Linked DNA regions of Rattus norvegicus: region 1 is linked to region 2. A link is a contact called in public Hi-C data. All regions are on one chromosome and are shown on one strand. The core of a region is the stretch at or near the end of the contact, and the rest is flanking DNA. Distances in the headings are between cores, read along the strand shown. Region 1 overlaps Il1rapl2 (interleukin 1 receptor accessory protein-like 2). Region 2 overlaps Il1rapl2 (interleukin 1 receptor accessory protein-like 2).

The links. Hi-C and Micro-C count contacts between places; a contact is called where the count stands out from the background.
Region 1: a Hi-C map of the Rat2 cell line shows a contact between it and region 2, with 5 times the contacts expected there. The contact joins two enhancer-like sites. A contact is called at or near these places in 2 of 12 Hi-C or Micro-C datasets (the A7r5 cell line and the Rat2 cell line).

What each region holds. Positions count from the first base shown.
Region 1 is chrX:106,650,544-106,657,294 of GRCr8, forward strand. All of the region lies in intron 5 of Il1rapl2 (interleukin 1 receptor accessory protein-like 2), which reads left to right. Among named protein-coding and RNA genes, the nearest start is that of Tex13a, 260 kb to the left of the region's middle. Within about 2 kb of position 2,263, at least 1 of the 93 cell types and tissues checked has an H3K27ac peak or open chromatin away from gene starts, as enhancers often do.
Region 2 is chrX:106,442,517-106,449,398 of GRCr8, forward strand. The region is part of intron 5 of Il1rapl2 (interleukin 1 receptor accessory protein-like 2); the gene reads left to right. Among named protein-coding and RNA genes, the nearest start is that of Tex13a, 51 kb to the left of the region's middle. Within about 2 kb of position 5,050, at least 6 of the 93 cell types and tissues checked have an H3K27ac peak or open chromatin away from gene starts, as enhancers often do.

The DNA.
Region 1 (6,751 bases), core at 1,013-3,512, 210 kb after region 2:
TACTTTTATCAAATTCTTTGGTCCTCCTTCTAGCCCATACAGAAACCTCCACTAATAGTTTGTCATGGTGGAGAAGATACAGCAGCAGAGCTTCAATGGCGCCTCTGGCCAAAGATCAGGAAGCAGCAAGAGATGAATTCTTAGCTCACTTTTTTCCTTTCTTTCTGGTCAGACTATAAGCTAGCTCATAAATTATTGCTGACCACCGTTAATGTAGGCTCTTCTGTCTCATTGGACCAAATCTAGGCAAGCCATCCAAGGCATTTTCAGAGGCTTCTCTCCTAGGTGAATCTAGAACCTGTCTTGTTAAGAATCGATAACAACCATCAAAATGTGCAAGAATTGGGTGTTTTGAGCACCATAGAACTTGCATACTTTTCACTCTGTTGACATAATGAACAGGTGAATTAGACTTTAGAAGTAATGGAGAGCATGTTTGTAATTCACTCTATATATTCACCTTAATAATATCACAGTAAAAGTAATAAAGAAGCCCAAAATACATTAAAGCTGCATTTCTTTCTAAATGCAACCTGTCTGAATTGGAACATTTTGTCGATATTTTCACCCAAAGATATTCTGTGTGAACTTTATTGATGCCCAAGGCATGTGTTGTTAATTGTATGTTTTGCTTCTCTAGGTATCACAAGTTTCTGCAACACAGGAATTCATAGATGCACAACATGCTCTTATTACCCAGCTAGAGGCAGGTAGAAGAACATGCTATTCTGTGTCATATCTATCTGATCTCAATTTCACTAAAGAATACATTTAAAAGTAATATATTTCAATTTTTTTCATGGAAACATCAATAAAATATGAAGCATTATAGAAAGTAAAAAAGGAGTTGGGGTGCTGAATATTTAATTATCACCATTAACCTTAGATGATCTTTTAAGGAAGAATACTTTGATTTCATTAGGAAAGTTAAGTGAATAACTGACTTAAGATTTATTATTAGGGTTGAAAAGTAAACATAAGGAAGAAGAGCAAAGCTATTAAAGAAATGGTTTCCAAACCAGTAGACATGACACAACTCAATTTCCCGTAACACCTAAACAGTCAATTAATTCCCTGTTTAAATATAATTTAAATTTAAATATAAACATAATTTCATCATTCTCTTGTTCATTTTATGTCTCCCTCTAACTTTCAACAATTTCTTCTTTCACTTAGCCTCTGTAACCCAGAAAACAACTAAAGTTTGAGCAATGACAAGGAGGTTCATGGTTTGCTTAAATGATATCTACTGGCTATGGGCCAGGAATTAAAGAGTAACTTCGGTTAGGAACAGAGGGAAGATTACATTCACATATGAAAACAGGGTGAAGTAGCTAGACTCCAGGTAGAGAGAGCACAGATTTTAAATTAGAAAGAAATTAAGACAAAAAATATACAAGTAAACACAATACCTCAAAGAGATAACTGTTTAAAGATTTGGTCAGAACTAACTTTAAGAGAAAGTTAAGGATAGGATATCAACACGAATCAGAAGTGGTGGTATGCTGCTGTGGCAAGTGTCACAGAGATTTAAAATCTCCATTTGTGACGACAACTTGACTGAGCTTCTTTTACTGACCAATTTGCTTCTGTTAAATGTGCTTCTTTCTGATGAACTCCAACCAGTAAAAATTAAAGTTTTTCTTTTCTTTTTATATATATGAGAGTGGTCGTACTATATGCTGTTGTAGTCCTCTGCTCACTTTAGTCCTCACAACCACAAAAAGAAGACAAATGAGTGCTTATAAGAAAGTTACATGGTCCTCAAGTTCATGTAGAGTGTCCTCTCTCATGCTAGTGACGTGTCTTCTGTCTCTATGCTATTGCCATTTGAGACCTTGAATTGTACCTATTCTGACTATGTTCTTGGCTTTGCTCTTGACCTAGCTTTTGTCTGTTTATGATCTCACTTCTTTTTTAGCTGCATCTGCTTTCCTTCAGATTCTAATTAAATCCTGTGTTTCTGAGACTAAAAGCCCAACCACATTCCTAATTTCTCTTTGCATGAATGGTTTGGGCACTGTTTTTACACGGACTCTACCATGATTCCTATTGCTCTCACTGTAGTGACTCAGGAAAAATGCTCATAACCATTTTCTTGGAAATGTATCTCTTGATGAACATGAAAAACCGGAGTAAGGGGATGTATAAGAAGTGATCCTACTTCCCACTTTACATTCTACCCTGCAGGTAACATGACCGGTTTCTTTCTGTAAAATGTTTTAGTTCAGGTCAGAACACAAATCACGCTGCACCGGATAGATCATTGCGCTGGCTCACTGTGGTGTTATGTATGCCTGGAAATGAGCCAGGCTCAGTGAGGACAGAAAGTATCAATGAGAACGGGGTAGGAAGTTGAAATCCAAGATTATCGTGTGTAATGAAAAACATCTGGTGACCTTAACCGACTACTAAATGAAAGACGACCAACTTAAGAGATGGTTTGGGGCTTTAAGAACAAGAATTGTCAGGTATCTTTCTCTGTGGATGACTATTTGTGGATACAAAAAAGAAAACCCTGACTGTGTGATGTTTTACACAACTAAATTGAAACATTCGGGCTCAAGTTTGTTTGTTTGTTTGTTTGTTTGTTTGTTTGTTTTTTTAAAGTTCTGGAGTTTTACTTTTCAAAAGAATTTCATTTACCAACCCAGAAAACATTCACCCAAATGACAACCCGAGTAGTGTCCCCTTAGAAAACAAATTCAACTGTGAATTATCTGTGCCGTAGACCTTGAAAATCTTTAGTCACTTCATGTAGTCAATAATGTGGATGTTTGATTTAGTGACAGAGGATCATCCCAGTAATTCCTTTCTTCTTTCACTCCTACAATTGTATATTTGCTAAATTAGTTGTGATTGATGCTATCATTTTATCCATGTGCTAGATTTTTTACCGTGAAAAGCTATTAGAGTTTTATGGCATCCATAGTTTTAGGTGTGAATGGAGCACAATATATTTTTATACTTCTTCAATAGTGAAGCCACAATTTATACAAATAGATTCATTCTGTCTTTTGCCCAAGTGACTTTGACAAAAACATGTCATTTAAAGTAATGTTGTTCATCCTTCACTCATGCAAAAGCTGAAGGCTACATTGCTTTGCCATGAAATAAGCGAAGCTTTGAACGCCTGGTAAAATCTGGAGATGCCACTAAGAGTAACTTAAGAGGTTTGTACAGCTTGAATGAAATGGAGGGCAACAATCACTGACAGCTATAATTTTAGCATAAATTGGGCTAAAGAAACAGTTTTTCTTTTTCGAAAATAAGCTTTCTCTGAGAAGCGGTTATGGAATGCTCAGATGCTTTCAAGGTTTGTTAAAATAATTATACACACAGTAAAATATTAGTAATAATATTAATATTATGAGTATTATCAATATTAGTTTTGCTTTAGGCAGTATTATAGGAAGACTCGTGAGCATAAGATTTAGGGTGAGCACACTGAAGGTTCAGAAAAAAACGGATGTAAAATATGTTTTTAATTAGTGTATTCCTCACTGATGAATGATAGGCTCTGTCTTTTTTCCTTGCAAATATTACTGTGAGGAAAAACTTCAGGGTTTGTCCCTGTCACTTCTTCAGTGTAGCTCCCATATCAAGGAATTAGACAATGCTTCCTCCTATCAGAATATTAGTAGACACGTGTTATAAATTGGGAGAAAGAGAAGTTGAAATAAATTGATAAGAGATAGAGTTGTATCTCGGGAGTTTTGAGTAATGTAATATTGACCTGGGGCATAAGGTCTTGAGATGAACTACTACATTTCTAGTACTAAATGAATCCAAGTTGCTCCAATTACATCACAAGACACAGGTCATTTTTTCATACTGACCTATATCCTTAAACTGACCCTGGCTAATAAATCTCCTGGCTGGGAGATTGATTTCACTTTTAGGTACGGGGTGCTCTCGGGGTTTATGTCCTTTATATGAAACGCTTCAGTTCTAGTGTTTTGACCAAAGAGAGCCAGGAGTAAGGGAAAGAAAGAGAAGGGGTATGGGGAGAGAGGGAGGGAGGCAAAGGGATAACTGATTGGTTATGTATGTACATTTACCCAGGTCTTTGTGTATTTATAAAGTCTTTAAAGCATGCGCCATATCATTATGTAGAGCAAACTAGCAGGACACTGAGAAGTAGTCAGAGTTTCACTCTAAATGATGGCTTTAGAAGGACACACAATTTTATAGATCTTTATAGATCACCTAAGTAATGTATAACAGAAATTCTTTACTCTGACTGCTCTGTCATATATCCTGAGGCTTATTTCCTTCGTGTCAAAACAGTCTTCTCTTCAACATGTGCACTCTATGCACACTGCTTCACCGTTTCTTTTGGATGGCTACCAACTGATAACCAGTTCAACACATTAAACCAGAAGCAAACATAAGTTTGTCCTCTCTAAGGGTGTCTTAGTCCTTTAACAGTCCTCGTGGAGTACATTACATAGAGTCAAAATGAAGAACTCTAAGAAAGAAGACCAAACCTGTACAAAATCTTCAGTGTGTTTTCTGGGGACTTTCAAGAATAGATATTTATGAGAAAGACGACCTTTTATAATATTGAATAACAATGTTGTCTCTGAGTAAATCTACATACAACATAATCATATAAATTAGTTGATGTGTTGTGTACAATAACTTTCTGGTATATTCTCTTTATTATTTTATAAATCATCAAGCTTAATCAACCTTGCTAAATTTGGAAAGATACCCATGAGAAAGAACAAAACTTAATCACAGATCACAGGTGCATGTTTTATTTTTAAAGATTTCTCTCTCTCTCTCTTTCTCTCTCTCTCTCTCTCTCTCTCTCTCTCTCTCTTTCTCTCTCTCTCTCTCTCTCTGTGTGTGTGTGTGTGTGTGTGTGTGTGTGCTTGGACACAGTTACCTGAAGAATGCTAGAAGAAGGCATTGATTCCTATAGAATTGAACTTAAAGGAGCTAGCTTTTTACTGTTTGTTTTTAGAATTTCAATTGTCAACAGTAGTATCAGTTCATGAAGTAAAATGAATTAATCAACACAACTCTTCCTTTGCACATCTGCATTCTTTCATACTGTGCTATCATGCCAGTAATACCCACCCCTTTATCCTAGGTTTATCTGCTTCTCCGTGAAGCCATCACCAATTAACTCATGAATTTGTCCCTTAGAAACTTTACTTGAAAATCAAGCACTTAAATATCATTCATATTTTGACAAAAGTAAACAGAAAATGAGATACATATTAGTATAATTATCCTTTTGACTTCCTTATCTTTTGACCACTTACATTATACCCATGGCCTTATTTATCTTTCTCTTCGTTATTATTCATCTGTCAAAATGAGGAGGATAATTATAATTCTTTAAACAATGTTAAAAGTGAATGAAAATAAAAATAGAGTTGTTTGGCCTTGTCTGTATTATACAAAATACCCAAGAAACCGTACGCATTTGTAGGAAACAGGCATGAAAGTGTTAAGGAGAATAAGAGGATGGAAAGACAGTGTTTTAAATCCTTTCACCCTTCACAGTGCTTCTCATTGGCTTTAGACATGCCTGTGTTTCCACAGTTCCCCATGAACATCTGTGCTTTGATTACATAAACATTCTTGTTTCCCAGATTAGTCTATCCATAAAAACATCTGTGAAAAGATGAGGTATGTGTGCAAGTTTAATATCTATAAAGAGAGGTTAAAACCACTTCTGCACACATACTGCTTGCAAGTTCTCATGTCATCAAGTCAAGTTTAATGCTGCCTTTATGTGTATGATGAATGAAAGGTTTAAAAGTATTTAGTGAATTGGCTATTAACCACATTTAATAAACACATTAGTGAAGGATGTTGTTGGTACTAATCATAAACTTGAAGATATCTTCATATGATGCTTTGTTAAGTTACTTAGTACATAATTGCTACAGCAAATAAGGTTATGTGGTCCAAAGAAAACATCTCTATAACACAATTAGATGCTTTTCAAAGTAACATTTTCAGTTGTACCTTTTGCCATAGGAGATATGGGAAGAACTATGCTTCATTCTTGATAGTCTGTAGTGTGGAATCTTTCCTGTTATGCTAAATAACACATTGAAAATGCTTTGCATCATCTGGTAATGATCTAAACTTAACGTGTATGGTAAAAGACAGAATGGAAAAACCAGTTCACACACAAAGGATGAAGCCTTGGTAATTTCGGCCAACTCAAGTACCCAAAGTGAGCATTTTTTTTTTTATTGAGACTATTGGTAATTTTAAGTTCTTATTTTTTAATGTGAATTTAAAAACAATCTGAACATCAGAAATCTTAGAGTTCTTTAGTCTCAAGGAAAAATTGTGAAGTGACTATGCCCATCTTTATTCCATAACAAGTGAGGTAATTTATGCAATTAAGTAAGTGAAAGTTTAGGAGCATAAGTTTTAGAAGTCACAGTAAAAATTCCTATGCAAAAATGTTAATATTTCATAAGGCAAATCTTTGGATACTTTGCACTTTAGGAATACCTTAAGTAATTTTGTGGGAGAGACCAAGCTTTGTTGATGTGTCTGGGCTATCCTCCCCTCCTTTTATTGGATACCATCTGTTTTGCTTCCAGGAGAAGGACAGTGTTTCTTTGTGAACTTATATTTAATATATATTAAAGGAATTGTTGAATATCCTCAAGATTCTCAATTAAAGATCTTTACAGATTCTGCTCTATATGTCATATAGAGCTTATACAACCCAGTTGTCCACCTGACTTACAAATGAAAAGTAAAGTCAACA
Region 2 (6,882 bases), core at 3,800-6,299:
TTGTAGCATTGAGGAGCTGGCATTCAGAAGTTGCACTAATAGAGTTAAGAGTAATGTACTTAAGCCTTGCCTATCTAATTACCTAATGTTGACATCATCCAGCTGATTAATAGTGACATACAGTTGCTAATTTTAAGTGATTTTTTTAAAAATGACTACTGTTGTTTATCTCTGCCTGATCTTTTAGGGTTAGTGTTAAAGTAGGATGTCTTGAGAGTCTCTGAATTCAGATGTATCACTCAAATATCAGGTAAAATTTTAATCTCCAGGTTTCAATTCACATCCCATCTTAATAAATAACCATTTTGTTTCTTAGTTTCAATTTGCGAAGCACCTTCTGTGCAAGTTTAAATAGTTCTTTGGATTAGAATTTCCTGTTCTTTCTCTGTGTGAGTTTTCAAAGTAACTACCATGTTAGACTGCTCATAAGTAGCAAAGTTCTGCTTTTGATTAGTTTCTGAGGTCTTCAATGTGAACAAAAGTTCCGTGACACATTCATGGCAGAATATTCAATCACATCCTTATCCTTAATAAGTGACCTGACCATGAACAAGACATGGTCACTTTGACCATAACCACACATTCTTATCAGATTCATGCTAAGCCCTTGTGTTTGGCAATCATTTATTAAAGTTTATGACATTATAGTAGTTGGCTTGCTTTTAGGCTGAGCTATAATAAAGCAGGCATTAAGTTTCCTTTACAGTCTCACCTAATGACTTTTGGACAGAACAATTTTTGTTTTTACTTTTATTCCAGATCCTGGAAAAAAACAAGCTAGGGTTGTTTATTGTATGCATTTATATCAGTTTAATTTACATGTGCTAAAGTTTTATATAATCAGTGTATAGGCTCAATATTTTATTGGCTACCATGCAGAGGGTCTCAAAGCTTAATGTATTTCAGAGTCACGTGGAAAGAAGCAGGAAGGGTTAACCTGGGAATCCTTAAATTCAGATTCCCCAGACTCTTCCACGAGATTCTAATTTAAGATATCAGAAACGCAATTACTCTTTTTGTTGAGCACTCCTGTCCTATACCTCCCAAGGATCAAGAATGCTTTGAAAGAGAATGCTAGAAGAAAGAATGTTGGTTAATTTAAAAGGCCAAAGTTGTAGATTTAATTTCTTATGTTACAGTTCACATAGGTACTATAAACACATTCTCATGGGTCTGAAATAATTTCTCTTCAACTACTAAGAGTGAGCATGACAACTTAGGCGGTTGGTAACCAAGGGATAGATGGCAAGGGAATATGTGGACAAAGCAGCTTCAATCAATGAAATCTCTTATCTATTCACTAAGAATTTACTATGTGTGACAGACTAAAAAAAATAACATAAGACCAAAAAAATCATTCAGAAATTCTTTCACTATCATTTCCAGATCAGTCCATAATAATCAGTAGTATGAGAAGATAGAAAGACATGTATTTACTTAAAGAATTTAGATGTTATTTTAGATGTAGAAACAAAATGGCTTCTAGGTATAGAAGTTTGAGGTACTATATAAAAACTGATTCTTTTTTGTAGTATTATATGCTTTGTTCTGTCAGCATCATCAAAGCAATTAGAATGATTTTCTTCTCATTATTCAAAATCCAAGGCTGGCATCACATAAAAACAAAACCTACTCATACTTGTTTTGAATGTTGTAGCATAAAGACACTGGGTAGAAATTTTGATATGGAAATAATAGTATTTGTTAATAATAAAATCATGTAGATTAAGGTAAGATTGTATGTTGCAAGTGTACACATTTTATAAAATTATCAATTTTAAAAGGCTGTCTCTTCACTGTTATTTGAAAATTTATGAATCTAAAAAACATGTCTTCAATAAAACAAATGTTAAGTGCTGGTTAATTTAAGTAGATCAAGTTTTAAAAGGTCCAGATATTAAAAAATGATAAGTTAGAAGGTTAACCTTTGATAACAAAATGATTTCCTATTTGAAACATTTTCAATAACATTTCCCTAAATAGCTTTCATATTGTATCAAAATGGGATTTGTCTAAAATGCAAGCCTCTACAACATAATTTATTACATAAATCACAGCATACTTGTAACACATTATTATAAATTTCATTTTATTTCCTTCGAAGCTGCATATGAATACATAATAAGATAGATCAGAAAACACACACAATTGCTCATTTAGATCATTTGCTCAATATGCCCACAGCTAGTAGTTTTATTTCCCACAGCATATTTTATGTGGCTGTTCGCAGTTTTGTAGGATTTCCCCCTTTACTCTTGCATGGCACCTGTGCAGAGGACTAGTTGATGGAATCAGATAAAATGGGAGATTTGGGGCTTAGAAGGTGAAGATGCAGATCAGGTGAGTGGAAGAAGCAGGAAGGGAATGAGAGAAGAGGAGCCAGCATAATGGGATAGGGTCCCTGGGGTGAGCCGAGGTCTGCCTTAAGAAGGTTGAAGAGAGACATAAATTACTGAGACTTTACAAAGGAACAAAAGGAGGAATTCAACATGAATTGACTTATTCACCTGGTGAATCATTCATAAACAAATGCTTTTGTGCAGTCTTTTAGAAATGAGCATTCGCCGTTTAGGAAGCAAAACCTAGCAACTTGTTCTCTGCTGAAGATGACAATAAAAAAAAAAGGTAAAGTATTTGGATGGCTGAATCCAAACAATAAGTAACCCTCCAGTGAATTCTCAAATGTGTCTAGCATCCAGACAAGTCCTATGTATGCATGATGTAGAACAAGGATCCTAGGCAAAAGAAGCAGTGATTTGCAACATACTGCCTTTTCTGTGTTGTCAGATGAGAATAGGGGCCACTACTATTAGGTTCTCTGAAATTTTTATAAAAAAATGGTAGCAGTCTATATTTTTATATGGAAATTCCTGAATTGCAATGGACTCTATGAAGCGTATAAACCATGTTGGTTAGCTAAATTGAATTTAGCGATCGTTCATTTCTTTTCTTGCCTTAAGCAATTTTGTCCAGTAGGACCTTTGTTTTGTTTCCTTTTGTTTTCGAAAGGGTTTCACTTATGTAGTCCTAGCTGACAGGAAACTTTCTATGTAGATCATGATGGCTTTAAGCTCACAGGGGTTCACCAAGCTCTTCCTCCAGAATGCTAAGATCAAAGGAGTATTTCACTGTGTCTGGCATGCTCAGTAGGACTTTTAAACAAACCACTATGTGGCTGGCTCAGAATTTATTTCCACCTCTAATAGTGAAAAGGGGGATGCTTTAAATTCTAGAGTGTGTTGGAGAGAACTCAATAGACAAGCTGAGAAAAGTACTCAGTAACCATCCCAGTCACCGCATCTAATAGACTGGTCGATCCAACTGGAGAGTGAAGGGGCAGACTTTATGGATGTAATACTGCAGAAAGAATATTGACAAATTGATTACTTTACAAAGAAGAACATTCCAGATGATGAAGCATGTTGGTCTTAGGTGTTACAGATGAATTCAAAGCCCCAGGATAAAATAGCTACCTTGGCTTTGCTCTGAAGCAGAGTGATGGGAAGCCTGAAAAGAAACACCCCAGAGCCATTTGTTCTCTGTCCTTCATGTTCTCTCTGAACAGCCAGGTGATATGATGTGAACTCGTATGTCCTGACTATCACACAGAAAGGGATCTCATTTGCACCTTTTCTGTGACTTAATTGGGAAAGACCTCAGCAGTCAGTAGTTCTTGGCTACATTAAAGAGCTTTCACATAACTGACTGGATTTCATAATAGACTGCTCTCTTGCCCAGTCACAGGTACAGACATCACAGGACCCAAACTGGCTTACACCAACCACATTGCATTCCTCTAAACCTCTCCCTCTCTTCCTGAGTAACATGCCTCCATACACACACACACACACACACACACACACACACACACACACACACACACACACACACACACATACACACACATCCACAGCACACACTGGATAGTGTCACACTGACTTATGTGCTTTTTAAGGTGCTCTGATGGCCTATCTCCTTTTTTAGGCCATCTCCTCAGATCTTTACTTGGTGCTACTATTACTCTAGGACCTCAATAAGTTTAGCAGTTTGGAAGGGATAAGAGCCAAAATGTTTTCCTTCTCAAACAGCTTATTTGCAGTTTAATAGATATTTCAATTCTGTAACTTGCAGGTATGACTGACGGTGGGGAATTCTAGCAACTCTTCCGGGGCCTGTGCAAGCTCTTCTCAGATTGTTCCAGTTCCTTGCCTGCAGGTAGCCAGTTGTTCTGTTTAGCAACAAGGCCAAACCTATTGCTGACCTTGGGAGTCTGGCGGGAGGGGGAAATCCCGCTTAGAATTATGGAAAGGAGGTCGTTGGGTGTCTGGTGAAAGAGTGATTTTCTCTCTTCCTCCTTCATCACTCTTATTGTATCTGTTCTCTCCATATTTCCTTCACCGTGCTCTAACCTATGACATGAGAATATCTATTAACCCTGATGCTGACAGCCAGGGTCAAAGGGATCACCAGTTTCTGTCCTAAGAAAATGTTTATGTCATGTTGCTAGGCCCTGCCGGGAGATAAATGAGCATGGTTAACTATCCTGTCAGCAGAAAGGCAGGCTTGTTTCTCTCTAAAACCAGAGGCTATGAGTGAATTCATTCTTGTGGGCTGATTTCCCAGGCAGCTATGCAGGACCACAGACTAGAGGTGAGGGGGAATGTGCTAGAGAACACAGAGCAGAATCTGGCAAATGAGTCACATCCTTGAAAGTCCAGCTAGAGGCATTCTTCTAGCACCAGGGGTCCTCAGTGACTCTCCTCTCTGGCTTCTCTGACGTCAAGGAGGTGGTGCAGTAGGATATTTAAGGAAGGGTTTGCATTTTGATTCCTAGGTGTGTTCACTGTGACATCCACACAAATGAATTTTTCATAGGTGCAGTGTGTTTATTTGTAAAAGTGTCATCTACCTTGCTTTGCCTAACTTAAGAACATGGGTTCGATCAAATAGAAAATAATCTGTCAAGCAACCCTTCTGTAAAACAGAAAGCTGGGGCATTGTATGGACAGCGACTAGCCTTCAGGATAGTGGAGTGGAGGAGTGACTCAGAGAAGTGCAATTTATTGAGTCAGACATTATGTATCACACCTAGTCAGAGCTCCCAACAACCTTTAACATTGGTGAGATTTTTCTCCAGTGTAAGAAAGGAAATGAGGGGTTAGAAAGGGTAAGATCCTGGCTTACGGTGTCTGACACACCTAATAAGCAATGGAGCTAAGATTTCATTCCATATTCATTTCAAATGTTGCTCTTTAAGCACTCTCTTGCAAGCTACCTAGAGAGCTCCTGCATATAACTGTGTTAAGTAAATGTCAATAACTGGTTTCCACTCTCCCTTTCTGCCAGCTCCATGTACTCCCTGTTCTTTGTTTATATACACTTTGTACTTCTGTGATTTGTGAAACCTCCACAGACTCGTCTTATAGTCACCGCTCCATTCTCCTCAAGGCAGGTTTTTCATGGCTCTGACTGAAGATAATTTGTAATTACTTTGGAGTTCCCCCTTCTTTAGATTTGCCTTCGAAATCTCTTTAAAATACTCCAAACTTTGCTGCTCTCTAGAGATTCATTGTAACACTTAAATACAACATATAATTACAGATCTGTGCTCATTGCTATGTGTGCTTTTTTTCTTATGTGCTTTTCTATACCATGAGCTCAATCCTAGAAAAGAACATGGAAAGGTGTGGCATTTTGTTCTTCATTTACAGACATAGCAATTGAAAATCAGGAAACAAATTTCTCAGTGTCCCATAGGAGCTACAACTCAGGTGTTTTTATAAAGTCTGAGACACTTCTACTACTAGATGCTTATAGGACACCTAGAGCTCATGATGATATGATCTGGTTTGAAGAGAATTAGTGCTCTTATAGGGAGAAAGAAAAGAATCCTCTTGCTAAGCAAAACATCAAGAGGAAATACTTTTAAATACACACACATACACATACAAACACACAGGTAACTGTATAAAACAAAGGATTTATCTGTGAGAAAAGACACACACACACACACACACACACACACACACACACACACACTCCAGACCCAAAGCCAGAGAATTATGATCCAAGCACAAAATCTAATAGGTCCGAAATTTTTAATTTACTTGACTGGGAGTCAAAGTTTTATCTTTTATTGAAAATACTAATATTTTTGCCATGTTGATTTGAAGAATAATATTAGAAATGCAACAATTGTATTTGGGAATTAATGGGCAAATTACAGTGATATTCTTAAAATGACTATCTTCACTGTCATTATTGTCATTTCTGGAAAGCTTGAAAAGGTGACTGTAGCAATTTTATCACAAGAATGGAGTCCAACAAGTAGACTAGTATAGATGGTTATTATTACTAGAGTGCTTCAGTTACAGGGGATGCATTTTGAAGACAAAGAAGTTAACTAGAGACTATGCAACACTCAAGCAAATTGCTACACAGATAAGTCTTTAGAACCAAATGATGCCATCCAAGGAGACACAATCTTGTGAAATAGTTTGTCAATTAAGATGGTCACAAATATATTGTTGTTCATATAAATGAGTTTTTGTAGCCAGCAAAGACATTTTAATGATGTGTGAGGCAAGAAGAAAGGCTGCTGAAAGAAAGCTGAGGTGGAAATTAGTCCCGAGGACAAACATGCTGAGGAGGCTGGCCCTTTCCTGTCTAGCAATCCCTTATGTCATTACGGTTCATCCCTAGTGGTTTATAAAGGCAGTTAAATGTCCTCTTTTCACTGTCAAAGGGGAAGATAATCCATCAGTTCGAATCTATAAGTCATGTTTTTTTTTTGTGCCAAGCATACTTCATAACCTAAGTGTCACTGATTTAGCACAATGTTCCACTGGTGTTCTGGGGGAGCAGCTGGCAACCGTCAGATGC